5 separate regions of the Mus musculus genome follow, and regions 2, 3, 4 and 5 are each linked to region 1. Evidence: chromatin contacts called from public HiCAR-type and HiChIP or PLAC-seq data. All regions are on one chromosome and are shown on one strand. Each heading gives the region's core, a stretch centred on a gene start, on an enhancer-like site or on the middle of the called end of the contact. The rest is flanking DNA. Distances are from core to core; before and after follow the strand shown.

Region 1 (2,700 bases), core at 85-2,584:
CGGACAATGGCGGCTGGAACTGTACAAATGAAGGAAGACAAAGGCTATCCACATTTGCTGCATTTATTGACCTTTTACTGTGAAGAAATGGAGAAACGATGTGCCTTAATACACCTTCAAAGGGTGACTTTGCGCTAGGAAACACTCTGCCTTGGGATTTTGCTTTGTTGGTGGTGGTGATGGTTGCGTTTTTCTTCCACAAAAATAAATACTTGCTTGTGACATATACCTGCTTCGCCAGAAACCGCCCAAGTCTTGGAAGATTTAGCCTGGAGACACTCCTTGGGGCAGAGTTCACTGGCTCCAGGACTCCTAGTCTGAGTGTCCCAGTCCATTGTCTTAGCCACATGGCCCTATATCTTTATTTTGAATACCTTGCCAACTTCTCAGGACCTTTTATTTGCATTCTTTCTGTAAGCCAGTTTTCACTTTCACTCTATTCTTTTCCTGTCGGGATTGAGTTATCCTAACAACAACAATAACAACAACCAGCCCTCAAATAATTCCTCACAGCAGAACTCTTTCATTTTAGTGCGTAGGCTGTTGTGCAGCATTGTCAAGGTATCAAGAAAATAGGCTGCCCTGCCCTGCAAGGAATTTCGGGTGTTTGTTTGTTTTTTAAGGTTAAAAAAAAAAAAAAGAAATACCTAAAAAGTTGGAGTAGAGATTTTTCAGCCAGTAGTCAAATAAACAGAGGCAGCATGGGGGAAGGGATAATCGCAAGTGTGTGTGTGTGAAGAAGTGTTTTCTGAGATTTACATTCTTCTGGTATGAATGGACAGAATTTAATTTAGGCAAGGCTTTTGAATAACAAGTCTATTCACCCACTGTGAGAGCGTGGGTAAGTAACTTCGCTTGCTAGCGCTTAGCGAGCAAAGCGGAGGATCCACTTTGAAAGATTTCCCTGAGGATTACCTGAGAAATCACCTACTACCTAATAGGCGCAAAGTAAATGGAAGTTGCTGCAGGCTACTGCTTCCTGGATGGGCCATTACTCAAAAATGCCGGAAACTTTGTTTTCAACAAACTAGTCCTCTCACTATAAAAGAACTAGGAACACTGCTGTCATACACGGGGTTAGCTTATTTGAAGCAAAAAGACAAAAGAAAACCCTCTTTAACTTTACACAGGCTAAACTCACTTAACTGGTGGCGGGAGCGCCTCAAAGGCGCCCCCAACCCACCCAACTAGTAACCCAGTGCATTGTGGGAAATGTAGTCTAGGGCTATATTAGACCGGGTACGGGAAAAGTGGATAGAAAACTACAACTCCCAAGAGGAGGTGAAGCGGGGCTATTTCCCAGTCTGGCAGTAGCTCCGTGGGAGGGAGTTGGCACTCTCTCTGCCTACGTGGGAGAGAAGGCACGGTTGGGGGAAGTGTGGAAAACCTCCGGAGGCGCCGCCGCCAACGGAAGACTTGGTGGGAGGAGAAGTAGAGGGGTAAAGACAGGCTGGGAGGGTGGAGGTGAGGAGGACAAATAGGTCGCCTCCGTTCCCGAGGCGGCACAAAGTTCTTCAAGATGTGGCTGAAGCCCGAGGAAGTGCTGTTGAAAAATGCGCTGAAGCTGTGGCTGATGGAAAGATCCAACGAGTACTTTGTCCTGCAAAGGCGTCGAGGCTACGGGGAAGAAGGAGGAGGGGGACTTACAGGTAAGAGGTTGTGGCCAGCTACACCTGCGTTAGGGCTGGGTCCGCTGTCACTGAATAGGTGGCAAGGCAAACAGTTACTCGTCGCTGCCCGCTGCCTCATCTTAAACCCAGGGCGACTGACTGGGGAATTCTGCTCCCGCCACCACCTTTCCTCTGCTACCACCGCGTCCTGACTGTCTTGCACAGGACTCCCAGTTGCTCTTTGGGTCTTACCGCGATAGGAGAAGCTAAGGGGGTTTCCAGTACCTGATGGGTCGCTTCCCATGGCGAAGGGGGCTGATGGGCAGTGCAGTGCGCTAGCTAGACTAGTCCCGTTAAGACAGGCGAGGAGAGCGGGTTCGCGGGTGTGGACTTAACTTTTTTTCCAAAACCTATACAAATAATCACCACCCTAGGGAGTGAGTGCGAGTGTGTGAGGGGCATTGCTAGGACATGGGAATCCTAAGGAGAACGAAGTGCCCCAATCACACCTTGAGAGAGAGGCTGCAAGTGAGATTTGGGTCGGGGCATGGGGCTGCTTGATGCTGGGGAAGTGAAGGAGTAGCCCTCAGAATTACTCACCTCCTCTCAGTTTCGCGTCTTTTGCTATATCCAAGTTTTCAACCCTTGGAATCCCTGTATTCTTCTAAGAGTACATTTCTCTCCAGTGAGTTTGGCTCTGCCCCTTCTTTCAAAGATGTGTAAACCAAACCAATTAAACAAGAAGGAGACTCAACTCTTCTAAGCCAGTCTCCCACAGTTGTTAATCTTAATTCAAAACTGGTCCATGTCTGAAGATTACAAAGAAGGCTGTTTTTAGATCCTTAGTCTTCCATAGGGGCTTTTTACAAATTTGGACCTTGGAGAGACAAGAGCTGTTTTTCATGGTAATTCTTAGTTTGGTATTAGGGCTTTGAAGTGGTGGAGCAGCTTAATTTGGGGAGGGTGATGTAGAGGGAAGAAGCAAAAATCTGACCACCTGAATTTTGATCATATCCTTACCTCTTGCCTGTTGGATGGCATTGATCAAATTCTTTCATATATGCAATCTTTTTTTTTTATGGTGGGTTTA
Region 2 (2,700 bases), core at 41-2,540, 270 kb before region 1:
AGGGAAGCAAGAGCCTCCCAGAACCCCACAGGGATAACATTAGCTGAAATACCCCACAAATGGAAGGGAGAACCTGTTGAGACCATATCCAGAGGTTAGGCATGGACCCCAATGGAGGGATGGGGCAACCCACCCATCTCCAAAATATCAACCCAAAATTGCTCCTGTTTAAAGGAAATACAGGGACAAAGAGTGGAGCAGAGACTGAAGGAAAGGCCATCCAGAGACTGTCCCACCTGGGGATCCATCCCATATGCAGACACCAAACCCAGACTCTATTGCAGATGCCAAGAAGTGCTTGCTGACAGGAGCCTGATATAGCTGTCTCCTGAGAGGCCCTGCCAATACAGAAGTGGATGCTCACAGCCAACCATTGGAAAGAGAATGGGTCCCCAATGGAGGAGTTCGGGGAAGGACTGAAGAAGCTGAAAGGGTTTGCAACCCCATAGAAGGAACAAAAATATCAACCAATCAGAGCTCCCAGAGCTCCCAGGCACCAAACCACCAACCAAAGAGTGTACATGGAGGGAGCCATGACTCCAGCCACATATGTAGCAGAGGATGGCCATGTTGGGCATCAATGGGAGAAGAGGCCCTTGGTTCTGTGAAGGCTCAATGCCCTAGTGTAGGGGAATTCAAGGGTGGTGAGGCAGAATTGTGTGAGGGAGTGGGGGAGCACCCTCATAAAGGCAGTGAAGGGGGGGATGGGATAGGAGGTTTCAGGGGGTGGACCAGGAAAGGGGATAACATTTGAAATGTAAATAAATAAAATATCCAATTAAAATAATAAACAACCAAAAAGTAAATTTAAAAAATCCTTTTCTCCCCACATGGTGGTCGTGGTGTTTTATCACAGCAATAGTAACCCTTTAACAACCTTCAAATTTACAGTTCACTCTTATTAAGTCAAACCATTTTTGTTACTGTGATTTTCAATTCCAGAAGTTCTGTTTTCCTTCTCTGTCTTTATTGAGACAGATTCCATCTATGTAGCCCTTGATGGCCTCCAAATCTGATCTCCCTGCCTAAGGTCCTTAAGTAATAAAGCAATTGATATATTTCATCACACCCAAAGTATTTTGCTTGCTTTTTATGAATTTATTTGTTTTGTTCTGTTTTCTTAAATTATGTCCACTTCTTGGTACTGCTTGTTTGGAGAGAGATTTTTGTAACATTTAACAGAGCTTCCTTCAGTGCTTCAAACTTTTGTAAAGTAGGTGATTTAAACGCCTTGGTGATCTAGTGTCTGGCTTGAGCAGGAACACTTCCTGTTGTTTGTATTGTGAGTCATACTTATTTTGGGGCTATTTGTGCTTTCTGTGGTTTTGTTTTGTTAAGCTTTTAAATAATGCAAGAGTAGACATAAGCTTCCTTTGGATCCATTGTCCTGGTTTATGCTTCTGACATTTGCTTGTGTAGTAAGCTTGCTCAAATGACTCCTGTTACTACTATCCTGTCATCTGTGCCATTGAAGTCTCTTCTGAAATACTGGCCAGCTAATAATTGGAAGCATTTTGTTCAACGTTCTATACCAATAAATATGCCAGCTCTTACCCAGGTACTTGATCTTTGAGTATATCTTGGAATACTTTCTGTGGTCAGTCAGGCAGTTTTCAGCCCTTAGTTTCTTTTCATGCAGAACACTGGAATCTTTATTTTGCCTTAAACACTGTTAATTACATATTTTTTTTTGTGTGTGGGGGGGGTGGTGGTTGGTTTTTCGAGACAGGGTTTCTCTGTATAGCCCTGGCTGTCCTGGAACTCACTTTGTAGACCAGGCTGTCCTTGAACTCAGAAATCTGCCTGCCTCTGCCTCCCGAGTGCTGGGATCAAAGGCGTGTGCCACCATGCCCGGCTAGTTACATATTTTAATCATAAATATATTATCATAAAAATTTAAGTTACAAGAGGAATTAAAAGGTATCTTGCTTTACTCAGTGTGTGTGTGTGTGGGTGGCATAAAATAACTATCTGGAAGCTTGGCATGTTTGTCCTGTTCCAGGATGCAGCAGCATTCCTTAGGTCGAGATGGTAATCAGGATCATGTTGTCCCAAGGACATGTAGACTCCTTTCTGTGACTGATCATCCTCGACGACGAAGACATTGAAGTCACTGGGTAGTAACTGCAGCTTCAAGTTTACTATAAACTAGCACCTGTCAGTTAACGGAAGCACTCCTACTAGGACCCAGAGCATCTAATATCCAAGGCTTAAAGTTTGAAGGCGTGTGACAAAGGCGTCTGTGACTGGATTATAGAGACTGGGAGAAAAGGGAGTCATTACAGTCTCCAAGGAATGAATGGGCTTGGTATCACCTAACATTTGGCTCAGGGGTCAAGCCTCTGACACCATACAAATAACTATGCTATTTAATATATTTTTTCATGGAAGAGAAGGGAGTCTTTTCAAACTGATCTGCAAAGCAGCCCGAAAGAGTGAAGGAAGGAAACTGATGTTGGTGTTTACTGTAATCAGGGACATGGTGGGAATTCTAATGTGTGGGCAGGGAGTCATGTGGCTTAAATGTCCTACTAATGTTCAGAGAGAAATTATCAGAGATTTCTCCTTTATTTTTCTGTTCATGGGGACTAAACCCAGGGGTTTTACACATGATAGGTAAATATCACTGAGCAAAAATCCTTAAATTCTGATATTTCTTTTCCACTTGATCAGAGATGGTGTGGAGGGAGAAAAGGAGAC
Region 3 (2,700 bases), core at 153-2,652, 330 kb before region 1:
CAGCCCCCAATGATGCTGGTCTCTTTCACCACTGCTAATTCTTCAGCTCTAGCTAACCAGCATTGATTGACTCTGTATAGCCAGGGTTTCACTTTAATGGATCTGGTCTCTCATTGACCACAGCAAATTCTTAAGCCCTGTTTGATCCGAAACACAGATTCTTAATGCTCAAAACATCAGACATAGCTGATAGTATTTAAGGAACTCTTACACTTCCCTCTGAAACTTCACAGACCTTGCCTCCATCATCTGTACTACTCCCAGCATCTTCTAAGTTCCCACCAAATAGCAGCTCATTAAACATTGAGCAGTCAGAGGTTTTTCTAGGGTCGAAAGAATGTGTGCCCAAGTGCCTGTCCTATAGTGCATAACAAGTAGAGAAGAAAACTCTGGCTTGAGAATGTACCCTACGTATCTAGATCTGCATGTTATGTTCCTTTTACACACAAACTTTTGGCTTGGTACCTTCACAAGGAGCAGAGAAAGGACTAAAAACCTGTACATATGAAAGCGGAGGGATGGGTGAAGCAAAAAGCCTAAAGACTGGATGTCTCTGGGTTGCTCCACTCACTCTGCAGGTGCGGAGGCACCTGGGGAGTGTGGCCGGTCAGGTTATTGAGTGAAATATTTTACATTGTTAGCTCAATGGCCTCAAAAGGCTCTGGCTAATAGAAGAGTTGAAATCTGCTCTCAGATGGAAACCACATCCTGTCAGCACCTGTCTAGACCCCGTGAACCACAGCCTCATTTGCAGCCTTGATTTTACTTGAACGTGGGAGCTGCCAATCATCAGGAAATGCCCTATGCTCAGAACATAGCAATGTCTCAAGCAGCAGACAGCATCTCAGGCATCAACTTCCAGGGGCCTCCTGCAGACATGTAGCCCAGCCCAGTCTGTCAGAAGCACATACACCCTTCTTACCTCTCCCACTGCTGAAGCAAGTAGAAGCAGCAGCAATCGGGCAGAATGGATGTTCCCACACATGTTTTTTTTTTCCCCCAGAGGCTGGAAAACAGTGATTCGGTGCATGCATGTTACCAGACAGGATACGGTGTTAAAGGATACACATTCTAAAAAGTAAACAGGGAGGAAGCAGCCAGGTGGGAGCCTCAGAGAAACGCACTGATTCAACTCCCTAAAGAGCATAACATGAAGTCAAAAGGAGCAAATTCTCCAGAGTGGTGGGCTCTTCCTTCCAGGGGTACCCGATTCATTTAAGAAAAGCAGCCTACTCACAGTGACCTTCTGAGCTGAGCCACACTGTTTATGTTCTCTGCTCAAAGCCACATCGCCTTATCTTGATGGTATGAAGTGCCAATTCCACCTAAGCCTTGTTCTTGCACATCTGTTCCCAGGGCTGAATATGTGGCACAAGGTGCAGAAAGAGCATCTTACTCACATTGCAGAAATGGATGATGTTTATTCAGTAAAAGCGATCTCAGATTCTTAAGGGGGCAGGGCTGTCTTCGCAAAGACCTGTTTTCAGTGAATTAGCATTTTACTAATCAATGGTTTCTAGTCTGGAAATGTCGAAGATAATGTCATATGTGCATACTCAGTGATAGTGCGAGGGAGCTGGCTTTTTCCCGAGTTCCCTGATTTATGCACTCCAAATATCCAAGATTATTATGAGTACCGTTTTCTTCCAAAGAGCAGCTTGTGAGATCACTAAGAGCCTGCACTGTGTGAAAATCTGCTGTACCCTTGTCCATCTACCTATTTTGTTATTGGTTCATGTTCACTTTGGGTGAGCCTTATACGAACATGTTCTTCATTATTTTTAACATAAAATTTTATTTTTAATAATTCCAAAGTGAGGAGGCTGGGAAGATGGCTCAGTGGGTAAAAGGACTTACAGTACGAATGTGAAGACCTGAGTTTGATCCCCGTCATGCATGCAAAATCCAGGCATGGTTATATATGCCTGTAATCCCAGTGTTGGGACCTTGAAGCCAAGTGAATCTGAGAGATTGCTGGCCAGCTAGCTTGGCCAAATCCATAAACCAAAGGTTCAGTGAGAGACTGTCTGTCAAGAAATAGAACAGAGGATGGTAAGGCAGGACACCTAACATTCTCCTCTGGCTTCCACACACAGGTGGGAACAAGCCGGCGCGCGGACACACACACACACACACACACACACACACACAAACATGTAAGCATCACACACACACAAATATTCTAAAGTGAGTACTTGAAGGCCTTGGTTCAGTATCCTCTTGCTATTATAAAATACTTGCCCTGACCGTGGGGAAACTCCCTCGCAGATACCATGACTGGATGGCTCTTCCCAGCTTTTCATAAAATGGAGGACTCCCTTTTGCAGCAGAGAGTCCCTTGTCTGGGGAGCCTAACCCCACACAGCCTCTCCCGCCGGCTGCCAAGGAACCGACCTACAAACTAACCCCTCCCCCATAAGAACCCACCCAGCAGGTACCTGAGATTCCTGAAATGCCTCTCCATGCAAATGAGACAATTCACAGAACTTGAAACTCCAGCCAAGGAGTTTCATTTACCCTGTGAACTCCTTTCCACTCTCCAAAGTCGATATAGAGCCCTGTTCCACCCCCAAATAAAGGCTATGCGTACAAGCCTGCCCCAGATACAGGTATGCACACAAGACTGTCTTAAGAGAGCTGTTTCATTGAAAACCTTGGCAGAAGGCTTTCTTTCTCCACTCGCGCCACTCCCTTCTCCCC
Region 4 (2,700 bases), core at 141-2,640, 470 kb before region 1:
CTTATGGTCTTAACTAATTTTGTTTGCTCTTTTGAAAGCCTCTCACCATTGAGCTCCCATGGATCTCCCTAGTAACGTGATTGAGTCCAAAATATACACCACCATGCTTCAGGGTCACAATACTTATTATAGTTTATATTTTTTATTGAAAATACATTTTTTTCGTACAATGTATTCTGACCACAGCTTCCTCTCTCCCAAGTCCTCCCAGATCCTCCCCACCTCCCACCCACCCAACTCCAGGCCCTTTCTCTCTCAGTCCCTTTAGAGAGAAAAAAAGGCCTTCACCCTAACTGACTAGTTTACTGTTGATGCATATATTTCTTTCTAATTTCAGTATAATCGGACATGGATGGATTTTCTTTAGAAATTACATTATTAGGTGACGCAGTCAAGTCACCTGTAACCGCACTGGCAAGACAGGGGCAGGGAGAGAGTGAATTTAAGGTCAGTCTATACAGCATGGAGGATCTCAAACTCACAAAAGAAAAAAAAAATGAGAGATGGAGAGAGGGAAGGAGGAAGGAAGGGGAGGGAGGGAGAAGGGAAGGAGAAACAAGTAGAAAAGATGACCGGCAAAGCAACAACAACAACAGCTACAAAAAAAAAAAAAAAAAAAAAAAAAACAAGGAACAGGCAAAACCCCTCTGAGGGATGTTTTAACTACATCATTATTATACGGCAGCCTCTTTATCTTTTCTTTGCCTTCAGAAGTCACTCATCTAAGTGGATGCTCACAGTCATCTATAAAATGGAACACACTGCCCCCAATGGAGGAACTAGAGAAAGTACCCAAGGAGCTAAAGGGATCTGCAACCCTATAGGTGGAACAACAATATGAACTAACCAGTACCCTGGAGCTCTTGACTCTAACTGTATATGTATCAAAAGATGGCCTAGTCGGCCATCACTGGAAAGAGAGGCCCATTGGACTTGCAAACTTTATATGCCCCAGTACAGGGGAACGCCAGGGCCAAGAATTAGGAGTGGGTTGGTATGGGAGCATGGCAGAGGGAGGGTATAGGGAACTTTTGGGATACCATTTGAAATGTATATATATATATAAAGAAAATATCTAATATATAAATAAATAAAAATGCCAGAAAAAAAAGTCACTCATCTTACCATCATATGTGTTTGAATGGAAATTGAAGGTATGTTTGGGGCCCACAAAGTACAAAGCTCTTTAAAAAGAAAACTTGCCTTCTCATGAGCTGGGCATTGATTTTGTACTTTTTTTCCCCCCTGAGCATCAGGAGCCCTCCTGTCCTCCACCCCCTCCCACCCAAAAAGGGGCGGAGCATCCGGGGCGGAGGGGAAGGCGGGAACGCACGAGGTGGGCGGGGCGGAGCTGCTCTTATACTGGCTCGCGGAGGTCCGCGGGCCACTCGCTCGCGGCTCGCACCCAACTGACTGTTGCTTCGTGAGGGAGAGACTGCCTAAGGGAGAGCCTCTCTGGTGGCCGAGGGGCGGCGGCGGCGGCGGCAGCGGCGGCCGCGACAGGCGCCAGAGGCTGCGTCTTCAGGCCTGTCCGGGAGAATTGTTGCAGAATTCGGTGTGAAAGGTGAGAAAAGTCGGGGCTGCGGGGTGAAAGTAAGGAAAAGGGGTGTCGCTTTGTGCCGGTTGCCTCGGTGAGAGAAATGATAACTGAGCTTTGTATTCCAGATTGTTCTTTTAAAAGTCTAATGGGAGAGAGGTGGCGATCATGTTACACCTGAGGAAAAATAATTCTTCGCGAGGTCGCAAACACTAACTTTTGAATGGATCATTTGGTATTTTAGTCAAAAAGCCGTAGTGGCTGTGCTGTTTCGGAAAAAAAAATCTCCGCGAATTAATCTTTCTTATTTTGAAACAAAAGTTTTGATGTCGTAAATGAAAATTTACAGTCTTTGGGATGCTGGCTTACTTTCTATGTGTTGTGTTTGCCACAGATACTAATGTTTTGGTGAATTTTGATCAAAAGTATACAGTGAAGTACAATTTGCAGATTCAAGTGCCTCAGGAAGCTAGGAATGTGGTTATTTTTGTCAAAGAATAGATACTCAGTGTTCTAAAAGATAACAAAGTTTTAATTATATGTAAAAGGTGATCTCTTTCTACATCTCTGCTTACCTATCAAGAGGATGAATCCTGAATGGCATAAAATATAAAAGGTAAGAGAGGCTGGCATGGGGGTGGTAAAAGCCTGGACTCCCAGTGCTTGAAGGATGGGGGTGGGGGGTGGGGGGTGGGCTGGATGATCAGCAGTTAAAAGCCAGCTTCCGATACTTAGTCCAGGCTACACTAGGCCTTGTCTTAAAACCAAACCCTGAGAGGTCATAAAAGCAATAAATATTCATTACAATAAACAGAATAAATGGTACATCTAATAAGAAACGATGCCTCATATTAAAGAACATCTAAGACAGTGCCCGATGTATTTCCTTGCTTCACTGAGCATGCAGTACCTACATTGGCCTAAACTAACTGAAGAGAGAACTTAAAACCACAGTGGGAAAAGCTACTCGGGAACTATCTATGAGGATTGAATAAATGTAATTTCAAGAAGTGCATTAAAGTGTTCATGTGACGAAAGAATACAATGAAAAGTAGTAAACAACACAGGCAGAGCGTACTGAAGACGCAGGGTTTTGTTATAGGCGCTAAGGACTTTGGCACTCAGATATAAAAATGGAGGTGACAGGGAATAATTCGTTTTGT
Region 5 (2,700 bases), core at 57-2,556, 350 kb before region 1:
TACAGAGTGAGTTCCAGGACAACCAGAGCTACACAGAGAAAGCCTGTCTCGAAAAACCAAAAAAAAAAAAAAAAAAAAAAAGTCAACCATGTCATGTTTCCCTTTCTGGTTTCAGGATTCTCCTAAAAAGACACACACACACACACACACACACACACACACACACACACACACACACACACAAACACACACAATCTAGACCATGTAAAACATGTACATATGTACCATACTAAACATAGTACGTCATTAATAATGTACAGTAAAAACAAACTCTCAAATTCAAGGCTATTTGTGTCCCGGAAGAAAAATAGTCCATAATTATACATTTGACTTTGGCTTTTTTAGTGTTCTTATTTGAAACTGGAGCCCTTAAATAGAGCTCCCTTCAACCAAAGTTAAAACATAGCATGCGCGCGCACACACTGCAATGGTGGCAAGCCTTTCTGTCACAGTCCCCTGGAGACTACTTCTGTACAGACTTTTGCCACCCCTCTCGCGCCTCCTGCAATCCCCTGACCTGTGGGTTTCTCCTGCTTTGTCCACTATTACGGTTCTATCCTATGTGGCTTGTGTGCCGAAACTGATGGAGGTGAAGGATGAAACTGGACCACAAATCACTTGCAGCAGCCCTGGTTCCTCTGGAGTAGCAGACTAGCGTATTAGTCTTCATGATTTTTGCAGAATGGTGGCCACGAACAGTTTTTTTGTTTGTTTGGTTTTGTTTGTTTGGTTTTGTTTGTTTGTTTGTTTGTTTGTTTGTTTTTCGAGACAGGGTTTCTCTGTATATCCCTGGCTGTCCTGGAACTCACTCTGTAGACCAGGCTGGCCTCGAACTCAGAAATCCACCTGCCTCTGCCTCCCGAGTGCTGGGATTAAGTGCGCCACCACGCCTGGCTCCCACGAACAGTTTTAGTACTGTTAATCCTTACGAATGGCCATTCTCTCTCGGGTGTGAAGTTTGGAGATCGCTTATAACATATTGCTATGTTTCTCATGTTAAAAGCCTGTGTACGGTTTGTTACAAGTTGTCCCTAAGAAACTATGCAAAACACGCCGATCTCTGTACCAAATAATCGGCTATGCTGTAACACTGTACACTGTAAGACAGTTCCGTTACCACAGGAGAATGAAAAGAACCCGGGACTCCCAAAGACGCTAGATGTGTGAAGATCCTGATCACTCATTGGGTGTCTGAGTTCTGCGATATTCATCCCTCAGCCAATGAGCTTACTGTTCTCGTGGGGGGTTTGTGAGCCTTGGGTAGGAAGTTTTGCAAGTTCCGCCTACAGCTCTAGCTTGTGAATTTGTACCCTTTCACGTAAAAAAGTAGTCCAGAGTTTACTACACCCTCCCTCCCCCCTCCCACCTCGTGCTGTGCTGAGTTTAGAAGTCTTCCTTATAGAAGTCTTCCGTATAGAACTCTTCCGGAGGAAGGAGGGAGGACCCCCCCCCTTTGCTCTCCCAGCATGCATTGTGTCAACGCCATTGCACTGAGCTGGTCGAAGAAGTAAGCCGCTAGCTTGCGACTCTACTCTTATCTTAACTTAGCTCGGCTTCCTGCTGGTACCCTTTGTGCCATGTCTGATAACAAGAAGCCAGACAAAGCCCACAGTGGCTCAGGTGGTGACGGTGATGGGAATAGGTGCAATTTATTGCACCGGTACTCCCTGGAAGAAATTCTGCCTTATCTAGGGTGGCTGGTCTTCGCTGTTGTCACAACAAGTTTTCTGGCGCTCCAGATGTTCATAGACGCCCTTTATGAGGAGCAGTATGAAAGGGATGTGGCCTGGATAGCCAGGCAAAGCAAGCGCATGTCCTCTGTCGATGAGGATGAAGACGATGAGGATGATGAGGATGACTACTACGACGACGAGGACGACGACGACGATGCCTTCTATGATGATGAGGATGATGAGGAAGAAGAATTGGAGAACCTGATGGATGATGAATCAGAAGATGAGGCCGAAGAAGAGATGAGCGTGGAAATGGGTGCCGGAGCTGAGGAAATGGGTGCTGGCGCTAACTGTGCCTGTGAGTAACCCGTGGTCTTTACTCTAGATTCAGGTGGGGTGCATTCTTTACTCTTGCCCACATCTGTAGTAAAGACCACATTTTGGTTGGGGGTCATTGCTGGAGCCATTCCTGGCTCTCCTGTCCACGCCTATCCCCGCTCCTCCCATCCCCCAGTCCTTGCTCCGCTCTCTTCCCTTTTCCCACCTTGCCTCTGGAGCTTCAGTCCATCCTGCTCTGCTCCCTTTCCCCTTTGCTCTCCTTGCTCCCCTCCCCCTCGGCTCAACTTTTCGTGCCTTCTGCTCTCTGATCCCCACCCTCTTCAGGCTTCCCCATTTGCTCCTCTCCCGAAACCCTCCCCTTCCTGTTCCCCTTTTCGCGCCTTTTCTTTCCTGCTCCCCTCCCCCTCCCTATTTACCTTTCACCAGCTTTGCTCTCCCTGCTCCCCTCCCCCTTTTGCACCTTTTCTTTTCCTGCTCCCCTCCCCCTCCCCTCCCTGTTTACCCTTCACCGCTTTTCCTCTACCTGCTTCCCTCCCCCTTGCTGCTCCCTCCCTATTTGCATTTTCGGGTGCTCCCCCCTCCCCCTCCCTCCCTATTTGCATTTTCGGGTGCTCCTCCCTCCCCCTCCCCAGGCCTTTTTTTTTTTGGTTTTTCGAGACAGGGTTTCTCTTTGTATCCCTGGCTGTCC

Evidence for each region. HiCAR-type assays count read pairs that join an accessible place to other places. HiChIP or PLAC-seq counts read pairs in DNA pulled down with a chosen protein or histone mark.
Region 2: an H3K4me3 HiChIP or PLAC-seq map of bone marrow-derived macrophages shows a contact between it and region 1, with 7 times the contacts expected there. The contact joins the enhancer-like site here to the promoter of Tbc1d8b in region 1. A contact is called at or near these places in 15 of 39 promoter capture datasets (the 3T3-L1 cell line, 3T3-L1-derived adipocytes, the C10 cell line and 10 more), 23 of 484 Hi-C or Micro-C datasets (B cells, the G1E-ER4 cell line, the MC3T3-E1 cell line and 14 more), 9 of 115 datasets of contacts at active chromatin or transcription factors (bone marrow-derived macrophages, cardiomyocytes, embryonic fibroblasts and 5 more) and 5 of 9 other capture datasets (adipose tissue, embryonic stem cells, liver and 2 more).
Region 3: a contact with region 1 is called in an H3K27ac HiChIP or PLAC-seq map of embryonic stem cells, with 3 times the contacts expected there. The contact joins the promoter of Platr21 here to the promoter of Tbc1d8b in region 1. A contact is called at or near these places in 4 of 39 promoter capture datasets (the 3T3-L1 cell line, cranial neural crest, hippocampal neurons and 1 more), 2 of 484 Hi-C or Micro-C datasets (the 3T3-L1 cell line and 3T3-L1-derived adipocytes), 3 of 115 datasets of contacts at active chromatin or transcription factors (embryonic stem cells and stem cell-derived neural progenitor cells) and 1 of 9 other capture datasets (pancreatic islet).
Region 4: a HiCAR-type map of astrocytes shows a contact between it and region 1, with 2.5 times the contacts expected there. The contact joins the promoter of Pwwp3b here to the promoter of Tbc1d8b in region 1. A contact is called at or near these places in 8 of 39 promoter capture datasets (the 3T3-L1 cell line, 3T3-L1-derived adipocytes, the SN4741 cell line and 4 more), 2 of 484 Hi-C or Micro-C datasets (myocytes and nephron progenitors), 2 of 115 datasets of contacts at active chromatin or transcription factors (astrocytes and extraembryonic endoderm stem cells) and 1 of 9 other capture datasets (adipose tissue).
Region 5: a HiCAR-type map of embryonic stem cells shows a contact between it and region 1, with 4 times the contacts expected there. The contact joins the promoter of Trap1a here to the promoter of Tbc1d8b in region 1. A contact is called at or near these places in 2 of 39 promoter capture datasets (cranial neural crest and hippocampal neurons), 1 of 115 datasets of contacts at active chromatin or transcription factors (embryonic stem cells) and 1 of 9 other capture datasets (pancreatic islet).

Annotation. Positions count from the first base shown.
Region 1 is chrX:139,683,662-139,686,361 of GRCm38.p6, forward strand. Tbc1d8b (TBC1 domain family, member 8B) reads left to right here and starts at 1,335. Exons shown (of 21, transcript NM_001081499.2): 1 at 1,335-1,649. The coding sequence starts at 1,520.
Region 2 is chrX:139,412,166-139,414,865 of GRCm38.p6, forward strand. No RefSeq gene overlaps it. Among named protein-coding and RNA genes, the nearest start is that of Platr21, 57 kb to the left of the region's middle. Within about 2 kb of position 1,291, at least 6 of the 459 cell types and tissues checked have an H3K27ac peak or open chromatin away from gene starts, as enhancers often do. A contact at or near this core is called in bone marrow-derived macrophages, where this site is marked.
Region 3 is chrX:139,355,368-139,358,067 of GRCm38.p6, forward strand. It overlaps Platr21 (pluripotency associated transcript 21), which reads right to left and starts at 1,403. Exons shown (of 20, transcript NR_045455.1): 1 at 1,238-1,403; 2 at 923-1,006.
Region 4 is chrX:139,208,654-139,211,353 of GRCm38.p6, forward strand. Pwwp3b (PWWP domain containing 3B) reads left to right here and starts at 1,391. Exons shown (of 7, transcript NM_001164630.1): 1 at 1,391-1,564; 2 at 2,086-2,153.
Region 5 is chrX:139,332,377-139,335,076 of GRCm38.p6, forward strand. It overlaps Trap1a (tumor rejection antigen P1A), which reads left to right and starts at 1,307. Exons shown (of 3, transcript NM_011635.2): 1 at 1,307-2,031. The coding sequence starts at 1,578. The region is part of intron 3 of Platr21 (pluripotency associated transcript 21); the gene reads right to left.